Linked DNA regions of Sus scrofa: region 2 is linked to region 1. A link is a contact called in public Hi-C data. All regions are on one chromosome and are shown on one strand. Each heading gives the region's core, a stretch centred on a gene start, on an enhancer-like site or on the middle of the called end of the contact. The rest is flanking DNA. Distances are from core to core; before and after follow the strand shown.

What was found. A called contact is a pair of places that touch in the nucleus more often than the background predicts.
Region 2: a Hi-C map of brain shows a contact between it and region 1, with 3 times the contacts expected there. The contact joins the promoter of MTF2 here to the promoter of CCDC18 in region 1. A contact is called at or near these places in 2 of 5 promoter capture datasets (fetal liver and liver), 7 of 47 Hi-C or Micro-C datasets (alveolar macrophages, brain, embryonic fibroblasts and 4 more) and 2 of 2 datasets of contacts at active chromatin or transcription factors (alveolar macrophages and skeletal muscle).

Annotation. Positions count from the first base shown.
Region 1 is chr4:124,007,983-124,013,867 of Sscrofa11.1, forward strand. CCDC18 (coiled-coil domain-containing protein 18) reads right to left here and starts at 2,309. Exons shown (of 32, transcript XM_021090190.1): 1 at 2,186-2,309; 2 at 582-766. TMED5 (transmembrane p24 trafficking protein 5) reads left to right here and starts at 1,843. Exons shown (of 4, transcript NM_001243695.1): 1 at 1,843-2,188. The coding sequence starts at 2,009.
Region 2 is chr4:124,121,875-124,127,759 of Sscrofa11.1, forward strand. MTF2 (metal-response element-binding transcription factor 2) reads right to left here and starts at 2,564. Exons shown (of 15, transcript XM_003481511.4): 1 at 2,273-2,564. The coding sequence starts at 2,277.

The DNA.
Region 1 (5,885 bases), core at 1,059-3,558:
TAAAAACCACACACTCATATTCACATCACAACCAGAGATCAAAATGGCATGTAGCGGGCTAACTCATAGAAACATATAAAGATAAGCTTTTGTTTCAACTGATGTTATCTCTAGGGTTGTGAAATTCCCTACTAAGTACTTGTGCACATAAAATGTGCAATAAAGTACCACATGTTATTGTTAATAATTAACGTGTAGTTATTGTGTATTAAAACATATCATTAATAATAATACAATTAAGATGAAAGTTTGATAATCTCTACTACTCCTATACATCTTTTTGCATAATCTTAAAATTACATTTCTCTTTCAGATCCCATTTACCTTTGTCATTGAAGCATCTCTTTCATCACCCTTCTAGAATTCTGACCACATCTCAAGCTCCAAAAGGTTAGGAGTCCTCTGTTATCTTGTGCAGGACTCTAAGGTGCTTAGACAAACTCAGTATTTTCAGGGAATAAATAAATGATGATCACCAAAGTGTCCTTCCTTCCCCTAACCTAGCTGAAATAATACGACAAATTGTTCCTCATTCAAAATTTCTGAGATGTAGGGAGGAAGATTAAAAAGAAAACTCTCACCTTATTAGAGGGAACTGTGGCAGAAACTTAAATGAACTGCTATTATAATCTTAGCAGAGAAAATGTTTCTCTCCTCTTTCCTCTTTGGTTTCCACAAATTTGCTTCCGCTTAAACAGACGCTCCCAAACAAAAGTCAATGGATCAGGTCCCCATGCTGCTTTTTCTTTTCAATATCTCTAGTTCCCTACAGGATAGTGAAGGTAAAAAGGGTAAAGAAAATTTGGGCAAATTCTACAATGCTATTCGATTTTATGTTTCAACTAAGTCAGGTTTATGTCCAACATCTTGTATACATTTTAATGTAAGAATTCTCTAACCCTTCTGAAGTTATCAATGAAAACGTCTGAAGTTCAAATATATTTTCGTTTTCAGACTGAGCTCTCTATTGTCTTCAAATAAAGCGTCTGCCCCCCTTCAAGTCTATCTTGGAAAAGCACATCATGCTACCTCCAGGCCTTGACGCCTTTCGGCCCAAATAACGGTGCGTTTGTGGCTATATCCACGCACACCCACGGCCCCGAAGCACAAGTGTTCACTTCACTCCCGGGATGTAAAACCAGAGACTGGGGTCGAAAAGGCTTCCCCGTTTTGCAAGGGGGCCGTGACCCGAGAGGGCACCGTGCTGTGACAAGAACGCTCAATCTGACACAAACGCGTCCTTCGTTCATCTGGAACAAGCGGAGGAAAACTCGACAGCTTGCTTTTCCATCTCTCTTCACCTAAAACACAACCCTGCAGAGCAGCAGCTCAAGCGCAAGGGCGAGGCCCAGGAGAAGCGCCTCAGGGGACCAGAGGGGAAGGAACACAACCCCCTCCGGCAGGCCGCTCGCCACCCAAGCCGCAGTTGGGAGACCCACCGACGCCGGCGCACCCGTCTGCGCTCGGAAACCTCGCCCCTCTCCCGGACCCAGAGCGTGGAACCCCCGACACTGCACGCGGGACACCAGCGAACCCCGGCGGCGTCGCGTTCGAACCGCCGCGGGAGCCGTTGGCGACGCCCCGCCGCAGCCCCGCCCCCGCGCGGGCCCCGAGGCCTGTCGGGAATTGTGGTCTGCGAGCGAGGCCGAGCTCGCTCCCTGAACTACATTTCCCACAGCTACCGCCACGACGCCCATTGGTGTGAGGGCAGCCATGGGAGGCTGCGGTCTTCTGGGAGTCAAGCGGGCCGCGCTCCCGCGGGGCTGGAGGCGCCGAGACCGAGGAGGGTGTGGAAAAGGACTGCTGGCCCCGCCCTCAGCGCCTACGCTCCCCAGGCCGGCGCTTCCTCGTCCGAGGAGCACGCCTCCACCGCGGCCGGCTCCCGGACCTCCTTCAGGCTCCAGCTTTCCCCGCCGCCCACGAGGAGCCCGGGGAGGCGAAGCGGGGCGCAGGCGTCACTAGCCCACCCTTCCCACGCCTCTTCCGGCCCGAGACCGCCCCGGCAGGCATGGGCGACAAGATCCGGCTGCCCTTCCCGGGGGTCCTCTGGGCCGCTCTGCTGCTGCCCGCGGCGGCCGGCTTCACGCCCTCCTTGGACAGCGACTTCACGTTCACCCTTCCCGCCGGCCAGAAGGAGTGTTTCTACCAGCCCATGCCCCTGAAGGCCTCGCTGGAGATCGAGTACCAAGTAGGTGCAGAGGGCAGCCAGCCTCCTTCCGTTCGCCCCGCCGCACGTCGTCGCCTCTCACCGGCGTAGGAAGCCGGGGAGCCGCGGGGGGTGAGGCGAGGGCCGCGGGGGGAGCCGGGCAGCTCTGCGCAGGCGCGGAGGCGAGGTCCTGGCCGCGCCGGGGACCGGGAAGTTAGGCGGGACCTAGAATCGACTCCCGCCCTCTCCCCTTTCCTCCGGTCGGAAGGAGGCCAGCCCCGGTGATGTCGGCGGTTTTTCTTTGTGTTTTATAATTCACCTGAGGTTTTTCTAGCCAGTACACGCTCCAGTACGGCGGATTTCACAATACAGGTCTAATACACGTTCTTCTTAATCATTGGACGAGACGATGACACTTTTTTAATCACTTCCACCATCCTCACCCAAATCCGGCTTTGTGAGTCTACGCTGTCATTACTTCTTCAAGGATTTTTGAATTGTGACCCTGTGATTTTTCACTAAATCTTATTTGAGGATATTTTGAAAGGAGTTACTGATGTGTTTAATGGTACATTGCCTTCTCCGTTATATAACCATCATTTAAAAACCAAATAGGATCTAATTGTTTATTAGAACTTTATAACTTTTCGTCAGCATTCTAAGCGTTTCTCCCATATTGTTTTCTTTTTAGTGTCTACATAATGTTACAGGGAGTTACCTTAATCTATGTAGTCATTCTGGTAGAGGGTACTTTCTTAGGAGAAATCTTGTTAGCTCCAGTACAGCTGATTTCGATGTTTCTAGGTAGCACTGGAAAAAAAAAAACAAAAAAAAAAAACAGCAGCCTTGGTGTAGTTCATCTTTCAATTTTTATACAGGCTACCTAATTTTTAATGTTAATTTTCTATGGTTGATATAGAGAATCTTTCAGTAACAGATATTGTCACATGTAGAGTTTTTAAAAGTTATTTAGAATTTTCATCAGAAGGAACTTTAGAATTAGATTATTTATATATAGATGTATAAGGTAGGCATAGAGAGTAAAGTATCTAAAGTCACATAGTTAGCAAAACGGGCTGGAACTCAACATTTCTTGATTTCCAGTCCAGTTGAAAAGTTAATTTACTGAACTTTACATGTTACCCTGTGCCAGTAACGAGTGAATGGAGGCACGGACACAGGGGAGGGGACAAAAGAAAGATCCCTTTTCAAGGATCTTAATATTTAAGGGTTACTGGTTCATAAACAAGTAGTATCAATAAGGTATGGTATAGCTGCTGTGGGAGGAGGGCTTCTTCTCTGGGGTTTCAGAAAAGGTTTCCTGAAGAAGAATAAATTTGAATTTAGAAAGATGCTTAAGTGAAGCAGGAATGCAAGAAAGAAGGGGCATTTCAAGAAAAGGAACAGAAGGAAGAGAGAGTTCTGAAAATGCATAGTGTGAGTGTTTTAGCAGTGGGCAATATGTAGTGGACACTACAAGTGTTGAGTTTTTGTTGGACCTTTAAGACTGTAAAGTCTAGGGTGGGAGTAGAAGAAAAAGGTTGAAGAGGTTAGGAGGCTAGATCATGGCTCATAAATCTTAAGCTTGTGCACCATACTAAGTAGCTTTGACCTTGTTCTACATAAGGGCCATTGAGGATTAGGCAGCGTGCTAACAGTAAAAAATGTTTTACAGTTGGAGGATAGATTTAAGGAGCAGTGTTAGAGGTAAGGAAACCAACTATGGGGTTAGATAAATAGTCTAGATGAGAAAACAATTTTAATGTTCAAAATTCATCAGTATTTAACAAAGCATTGGGAAAGAAATCTATTTTAAACTATTGACCTCTTACAATTAAGAGCCCCAACTGTAGAGAAAAAATGCCTGCGTTGAAATCCTGTCTCTTAACTGTTAGCTTGAATAAGTTTCTTAACTCCACACTTGTGTAGAGATAATGGTTAAGAGTTGATTTGAAACTGTGAGCTAACAAGTGTTCATCCACCATCCCTGACACATAGTAAATATTCAATAAATGTTAGATTTTTTTGCATTTATACTTACAGAGTTACCTAGCTGGTATCATCTAGGTTTATACTTTGCACCTTTAATCACTCTTTGAAAGACTTTTCCACTAAACCATTCTACTTAAATTGTTTAAATTTAAATGTTTTGATTGAGGAGAGAAGTAAAATCATTAAATGTCTGTAGTCCTAGACAGTGTTGGAAGGGTTTGTAGGATAGAGATCATCTTCAGTTCTTTGTTTGCATTTTCTGACTCCATGATTATCCACTAACTACAAGCTACTGGGTTTTGTCTTAGTTTTTTTTTTGTTGTTGTTGTTGTTATTGTTGTTGTTGTTGTTGCTATTTCTTGGGCCGCTCCCGCGGCATATGGAGGTTCCCAGGCTAGGGGTTGAATCGGAGCTGTAGCCACCGGCCTACGCCAGAGCCACAGCAACGCGGGATCCGAGCCGCGTCTGCAACCTACACCACAGCTCACGGCAACGCCAGATCGTTAACCCACTGAGCAAGGCCGGGGACCGAACCCGCAACCTCATGGTTCCTAGTTGGATTCGTTAACCACTGTGCCACGACGGGAACTCCTTGTCTTAGTTTTTAAAATGTCAAGGAGGGAGTTCCCGTCATGGCTCAGTGGTAATGAACCCGACTAGTATCCGTGAGGACTTGGGTTTGCTCCCTGGCTCTGCTCAGTGGATTAAGGATCTGGCATTGCCATGAGCTGCAGGGGGGGTGGCAGATGTCTCGGGTCCCAGTTGTTGTGGCTGTGTCCTAGGCTGGCTGCTGCAGCTCCAATTCAACCCCTAGCCTGGAAATGACCATATGCTGCAGGTGTGGCCCTGAAATTTAAAAAAAAAAAAAAAAAATGTCAGGTGACAGACATTCTACACATGGCTTACTGTAACATATGGAAAAAATTTAACTGTTTCTACCTTTTCAGGTTTAGAAGGACACTTTTAGGGTAATTGACCAGTCTCACTTTATATTAAGTTCTTGAAATTTTTAAATGTCAGTACATACATCTTGAGAATAAAATAGATCATTCTTGTAAAATTTTGAATCATTATTGAGTGCTTAATTTATGTAAGCTTTATGCTACGTACTGTGGATATAATGGTGAGTAAAAGTATAGTCTGTGAACTCATGCAGTCTTAATAAGGGGATAGACATATTAATCAGACTAATATACAGATAAATGTGAAATTAGAACTCTAATAAGTGCCATGAGGCTAAGTGCCTTAGCTATGAGAGTGTTTAAAAGGAGGACTCGATTTCAGGAATTGAGAGAAGAGTCCCCAGAGTGGATTTCAGAGGCAGGAGAACCGGGCTGACTAGGGATAAGAGGGTGAGTGGAACAAGGTGACGGGTAAAGAGAACAGCATGTGGCAGTCTGAGGCTTTGAGGAAGCACCCCAAGAACACCTCTGAGGAACTGAAAAACTTTAGTAAATGCAATTTTTTTTTTTTTTAACTTGAAAACTTTGAAGACATGGCTCCATTGTGGGTTTTTGCATCCAGTGAATATGTAAGAATACTGATGCCCATTCCAGTTCTTGTTATTTTGTAGTTCTCTACTACTTCCCTTTGGAAGTTTCTCAGTTGTTCTTTTCACATCCTTTGGAAAAGTCGGTAGGATTTTTTTTTTTAATTTATTTATTTTGTCTTTTTCTAGGGCCACACCCGTGGCATATGGAGGTTCCCAGGCTAGGGGTCTAATTGGAACTATAGCCACTGGCCTTCG
Region 2 (5,885 bases), core at 1,314-3,813, 110 kb after region 1:
CTATGGCTATCATACTAGATGGAGCAGACAGATAACTATCATCACTGCAGAAAGTTCTATTTGACAACACTACTCAAAAATATATGTAAAAAAACACCCATGGGGAAACGTCCATATTCCAACTCGGGGTTGTATTTTGCCGCAAGAAACAAATCCTGAACAACAGGGGAAACAAAATATAAAAATACCAATCAAGGAATTTCATGGAAGTTTAGACTAAAGCTGCAGTTAAATTTTACTTTCGGAACCACCAAGATACAGATGTTGGTCATGGCAACTCCTCAGAGGCCAATTTCCCCATCTGTTAAGACAGATTATCACTAGACTGCCAGTTTCCTAAAGTCAGATGTAAAGATTATCTGAAATATAAGCAAGTTATCCTTTCAGTCAAAGACCTAATGAAAAGGCATATTTATAATCCACAACATCAGTTTATGACCCATAGCAAAATACGCAGAATAAAATTTCTTTCCTAACTGAGCTTTCAGGTAGTAGGCATAATTAAAAGCGTAATTTAATATTTTGTTCTATCTAGAAAAAAGTTTAACCAGATGATTTCTACACTTCCAGCTCTAAAATTGTGTGTGCATTTCATCCTGATAGGTATAGATTTCCGTTAATGCCCATTAACACGAATACGCAGTATCAGGAAACAGGTGCACTCTTAATTCAAATATTTCAGAATATTTTTAGTACTTACAAAAAAACTGAAGGTGAGCAAATTTAAAATATGAATTCAAATAGATTTTTATATTTAGGAACCTAAAAAAACAAAAACAAAAAGTTTCACTTTGCACTCCCTTTGCAAGCTGTCACTACAAACGCTTGGAGGGTGAACAACATTCCAAATCTCAAGAATAAAAAAAATTTCTGTCTCTTTCCTTGCCAAAACTACTGGGTACTTAAAGCTGTTAGTCAAAATGGCTCCACTTAAAGAACTTCAAATCTTTGAAAAGGTTACTCAATAATTTATGTACATTTTACTTTATTCACGTTAAATACTTTTAAGTTCACTGTCTTTGCATTCGACTACCCAAAAAAGGAATTCTCAAGAGAGAAAGAACACATGGAAATTGAAACCAGCCTGTAGGCAAGGTGTACAGAGGCTCACATGGAATCAATCTGAAGGAGAAAGTTACTACTACCGGAGCATCTGGAGTCAAATTAAATCAGGCACTATTTACATATTTCTAGTTCTATACCGACCTCACATGGTGCTTTCTGATGTCATCTACAGGCCTACCTAGGTTTTCATACTCCAATGAGTAAATGGTTCTCGCCTTAACCAAAGTCCCACGTTTTAAAGAACAGAACAGCATTCCATATCCCTTTTTCCATTGTTCGGGAACCCTCACTGTTCGTCACATCACCCCGATAATTCCATCTGTTCCCTCCAGTTGCTTCCAAAGAAAAATTCTCGCAACTAAGGACGCCAGATTGTAAAACACACACAGTTAAGAGTTCTGGCACTACTAAAACATGTTCAGAAATCTTGGCAAATTAGCTAAAAATCCCTTCAACTGTAATTACCTCAGGGATAAAAAAAAAAATGACTACAATACAAAGCTACATCCGAGCGAGCACAGGAGTTAGATTTATTTAAAGAGAAGAATTGCCCCAGATTTTCGGTAGGCTCCTCTCCCGCATCTCTCACTTTCCCTCCCACTTCTTCCCTTTAAGCCTCAGGGCTTGCTCTCAGGCGCTACTTATCCCCATCCTTACTCCCCTTATCCCCACACTCCATCCTGCCCGTCTACTCTACCCCCGTTCTCCAATTCTGTACAATTCCATCACCCTCCGGCTCCAAGCTGCTACTTCCCTTTGCGCCTCCCAAGGTCCCAGGCAACCCCTTCGCTCTGGTCCCCACATCTCCCTCGCTCCCCGTTTCCTAACGGCTCCTCCCCTCAGTTCCCCACCCCCTCATCACCAGGTTCATCCTGCCCCTCCAACCGTCTCCCGCCCCCAGGTTCCTTCCTGCCCCTCCAAACACAGCTTCCCCGTCTCAACGTTTCATCTTGTTCCTCCAACCGACTTCCCCAACGCCCTGCTCGCTCCTTTAGTCCCTATTTGCTCCAACACCCAACTGACTACTCCTTTCCATCCATTCTTTTCAACATGTACATGCAGGCAAGGCACCCCCATACACGTACTGGAACCCCCACCCCCACCTCGAGCCTCCATCTTTCCCTTTTATACTTGCTTCCTTTCTTTCTCCTCCCCACCCCCTCCACCTCCTCCGGAAGAGCCTGGTTCCCAGGCCAAGGTCTCTCACCTCATTCGGTCACTTCAGTGGTGCCAACCGCTTCATACAGGAAAAAAGAACCAATCACGACCCCGTGGGGGCTTCCCCTGCGAGTCCGAGCACTTACTGGGCACCCGCCCCACCGGGCACCCCGCACAAACACACGCACAAACCGAGGTCCTGGGGACGAGGGTTGGGGGCAGAATGAGCGTTCTAAACCGGCCTCAAACACAGCCCACTTCGCTACAACCCTTCGCCATTTTGGTTTCCCGCGGACTGCCGGTGCATTCTGGGAGCGCGGAGCGACTCCCGGCCGAATGGCAGCTCTCCAGGGCCGCGAGGGGGCGGGGACTGCGGCGCGAGCGCGGAGGAACACCGCGCCCTGCGTCCGCGGCCGGGGCTGAACAAAGAAGGACTCTTTAACTTTGCGGTGGGGCTAAGTCCTTCCGCCGCCGGCGCTAACACAATAGTGAGGGCTGCGCTCCCGGCCGTCGGCAGCCCTGCCGCAGCGGCTGCTCCAGGGGGGCAGGTCGGGTCCAACTTGGCCCGGGCAGGTTCTGTTCCTGAGAAGTGGGACGGTGCTCCCTGCGTCTTGGCCCGCTCATTTCTTTTCTGTGGAGAAAATCGTAGATTAAGCGCGTTTCTTCTCTCTTCTCCCTGAGGCCTGCTGTTGGAATTTCATTCAGCGGGGAAGAGACCCTGGATGTCAGAATTGTATTTTGCTCGGCCCCAAATTCCTTCCTGTCAGGAGCTGCTTTCGGACTTTTTTTCCCCTGCGGGTGAAAGGTGTCTCTGCCTGTGTGCTTTGCAGATCCTTACCAATTGTGATGAAATCTGAGAATACTCTCGTGCCAAGTGGTTTCTGGTAGGAGGACAGAACTTTTTCGTACCAGGGCAGACCCTGAGCCTGCTGCCGATAGAGGTCCCAAGTGACAGATTGCGAGCGTGTCTCTGTGACTTCTACGTGGATGAAACCCAGCTCCTCTTAGTCGCCGCGTGTGGTACCTTTGTTTATAACGTTGTCAGAATATTTAAAAAATCATTTTATATTTTCGTCTCATATAACAGCGCAGGGATAATTAGTACCGTGTCTTTTCTTTCTCTGAAAAAGTACCTCTTGTGGTCTAAACTCACTTTACTCCTATTTCAAAAGGAGTTCCCCTCAGCCTAAGGTCTCAGAATTTGGCAAATTCACATAGTCATTTTATTCACACCGTTTTAGTCATACCCTTCTACTCCTTTGCCTCTCCTGAAATCCTAATCAAAATTTTAGTCTGTTAAAGAAGACAGAGTGAGCTCTGTTACCTTAATTTTATTTATTTATTTTTTTTACTTTTTTTTTTTTTTTTTTTTTGTCTTTTTGCCATTTCTTGGGCCGCTCCCGCCGCATTTGGAGGTTCCCAGGCTAGGGGTTGAATCGGAGCTGTAGCCGCCGGCCTACGCCAGAGCCACAGCAACGCGGGACCCGAGCCGCGTCTGCAACCTACACCACAGCTCACGGCAACGCCGGATCGTTAACCCACTGAGCAAGGGCAGGGACCGAACCCACAACCTCATGGTTCCTAGTCGGATTTGTTAACCTCTGCGCCACGATGGGAACTCCTCTTTTACCTTTAAATTTCACATTGAATGATAACATGATGTCTCATAAATTTGTCTTCAATGCCCTTCACTTTTGGTTGAATAGAGCTTGACTTGACAAGTATAGATGCAGTCCAAAAATGGATAAATATAGTACAAACAGGTGTACTTGTTCTGCAGCTAAGCCTAATCATGAAACATCAGTTTTAGAGGAGTTCCCGTCGTGGCACAGAGATTAACGAATTTGAGGAGGAACTATGAGGTTGCGGGTTTGATCCCTGGCCTTGCTCAATGGGTTAAGGATCCGGTGTTGACATTAGCTATGGTGTAGATCGCAGACGCGGCTCGGATCCTGTGTTGCTGTGGCTCTGGTGTAGGCTGACAGCTTCAGCTCCGATTAGACCCCTAGCCTGGGAACCTCCATATGCCGTGGGAGCGGTCCTAGAAAAGACAAAAAAAAAAAAAAAAAAAAAAAATCAGTTTTAGAGAATTATTTGGTTTAAATTCTCCTCATTTATCTTGACTGTTATATCAAGTGGTCATCAAGCCTCAATTTCAAAATCTTTGGTGGTTTGACACCTCAGAGGCAGCCAATGCAATTGCACAGATGCTAATTAGAAAATTATTCCTTATGTAGATATATAGTCTGCCCTTCTATAATTTCCATTTATTGGTCTAACTTTTGGCCTCTTTAGCCACATGAAAGTGTTCTAATCTCTTATATTTTAGAGAAGTCAATGATGCCTGCCTTTTGGAAGGGGGAAAAAGAGGCTTGCTGTTTTCCTATGTAAACATAGAAGTACAAAAGTGTAGTCATCCAAGTTAAGGAAGCCAGGTGCTCAGGGAGTCAAGGGCACTAAGGGAGTTGCAGTAAAATGCAAAGAATGTCTGTAACTGTGTTCTTAGAAATTTCTGTTAACTAAGCAACATGCAGTGGATGAGAACCTTGAGAAGAAACATTCGTCAAGCTCCTGGAAGTGCAAAGCAAAATAACTCCAGAGTAAACTGTACCCTTTATTGTTATGTATTTCCGTTATAGTCATAAGGGTTGTTTACAAAAATTCTCATTCTCCTTTCCTCCAGACACAAAGTGAAAATGCAGTCTTTTGCACCGTTAAAGCTAGGTATGGCCATGTAACTTGCTTTTACCACTAAAATAGAAGGGAAAGTGAATCACTCTCTAGGAAAATCTTTAAGAGACAGAGGCACCTTCTCCTCCCACCTGCTGTAGTGATCATGGAAGCAAGTGTTGAAGTAGAACATCTATCAGTTTGGGTCCTTAAATGACAACAAGCAGTGACTATAAGAGTGCCATCCAGTTTTAGAACATTTCTACCATCCTAAAAAAATTCATTATGCCCATTTACTCTCAAGACCTGGTCCGACTCCCAATCCCAGGCAATCTGTTATTTGTCTCTATAGATTTGCCTTTTCCAGCCATTTTATGTAAGTGGATTCTTATAGTCTGATTTCTTTCACTCAATATGATGTTTTTGAGGTTCATCCATGTTATACCATGTGCCTCTAGTTCTTTCTTTTGTATTGCTGAATAGTACTTCACTGTGTGAATGTACCATATTTCGTTTATCCATTCACCAGTTGATGCACATCTAAATTGTTTCCAGTTTGGGACTATTATGAATAATGCTGCTATGAACATTTATGTACAAGTGTTGTGTAGATACTTGTTTTTATTTTTCTTGGATAGATTCCTGGAAGTGGAATTGCCGCATTGTATGGTAGGTTTATGTTTAATTTTTTAAGATACTGCTGAACTGTTTTCCAAAGTGTGAGCAATGTGGGGGTTCCGATTTCTCCACATGCTCATCAATACTTGTTATTGTCTATTGTTTTTATTTTACTCACTTTAGTGGGAGTAAGTGAAGTGGTTTCTTATTGTGGTTTCAATTTGTATTCCCCTAATGGTTAATGATGTGGAATATCTTTGCACGTGCTTATTAGCCATTATTTTGTCTTCTTTGGTGAAGCAGGTATTCAGATCTTTTACCCACTTTTTAACTGGGCTGTTTGTCTTCTTTTTATCAGGTTATAAGTAGTCTTT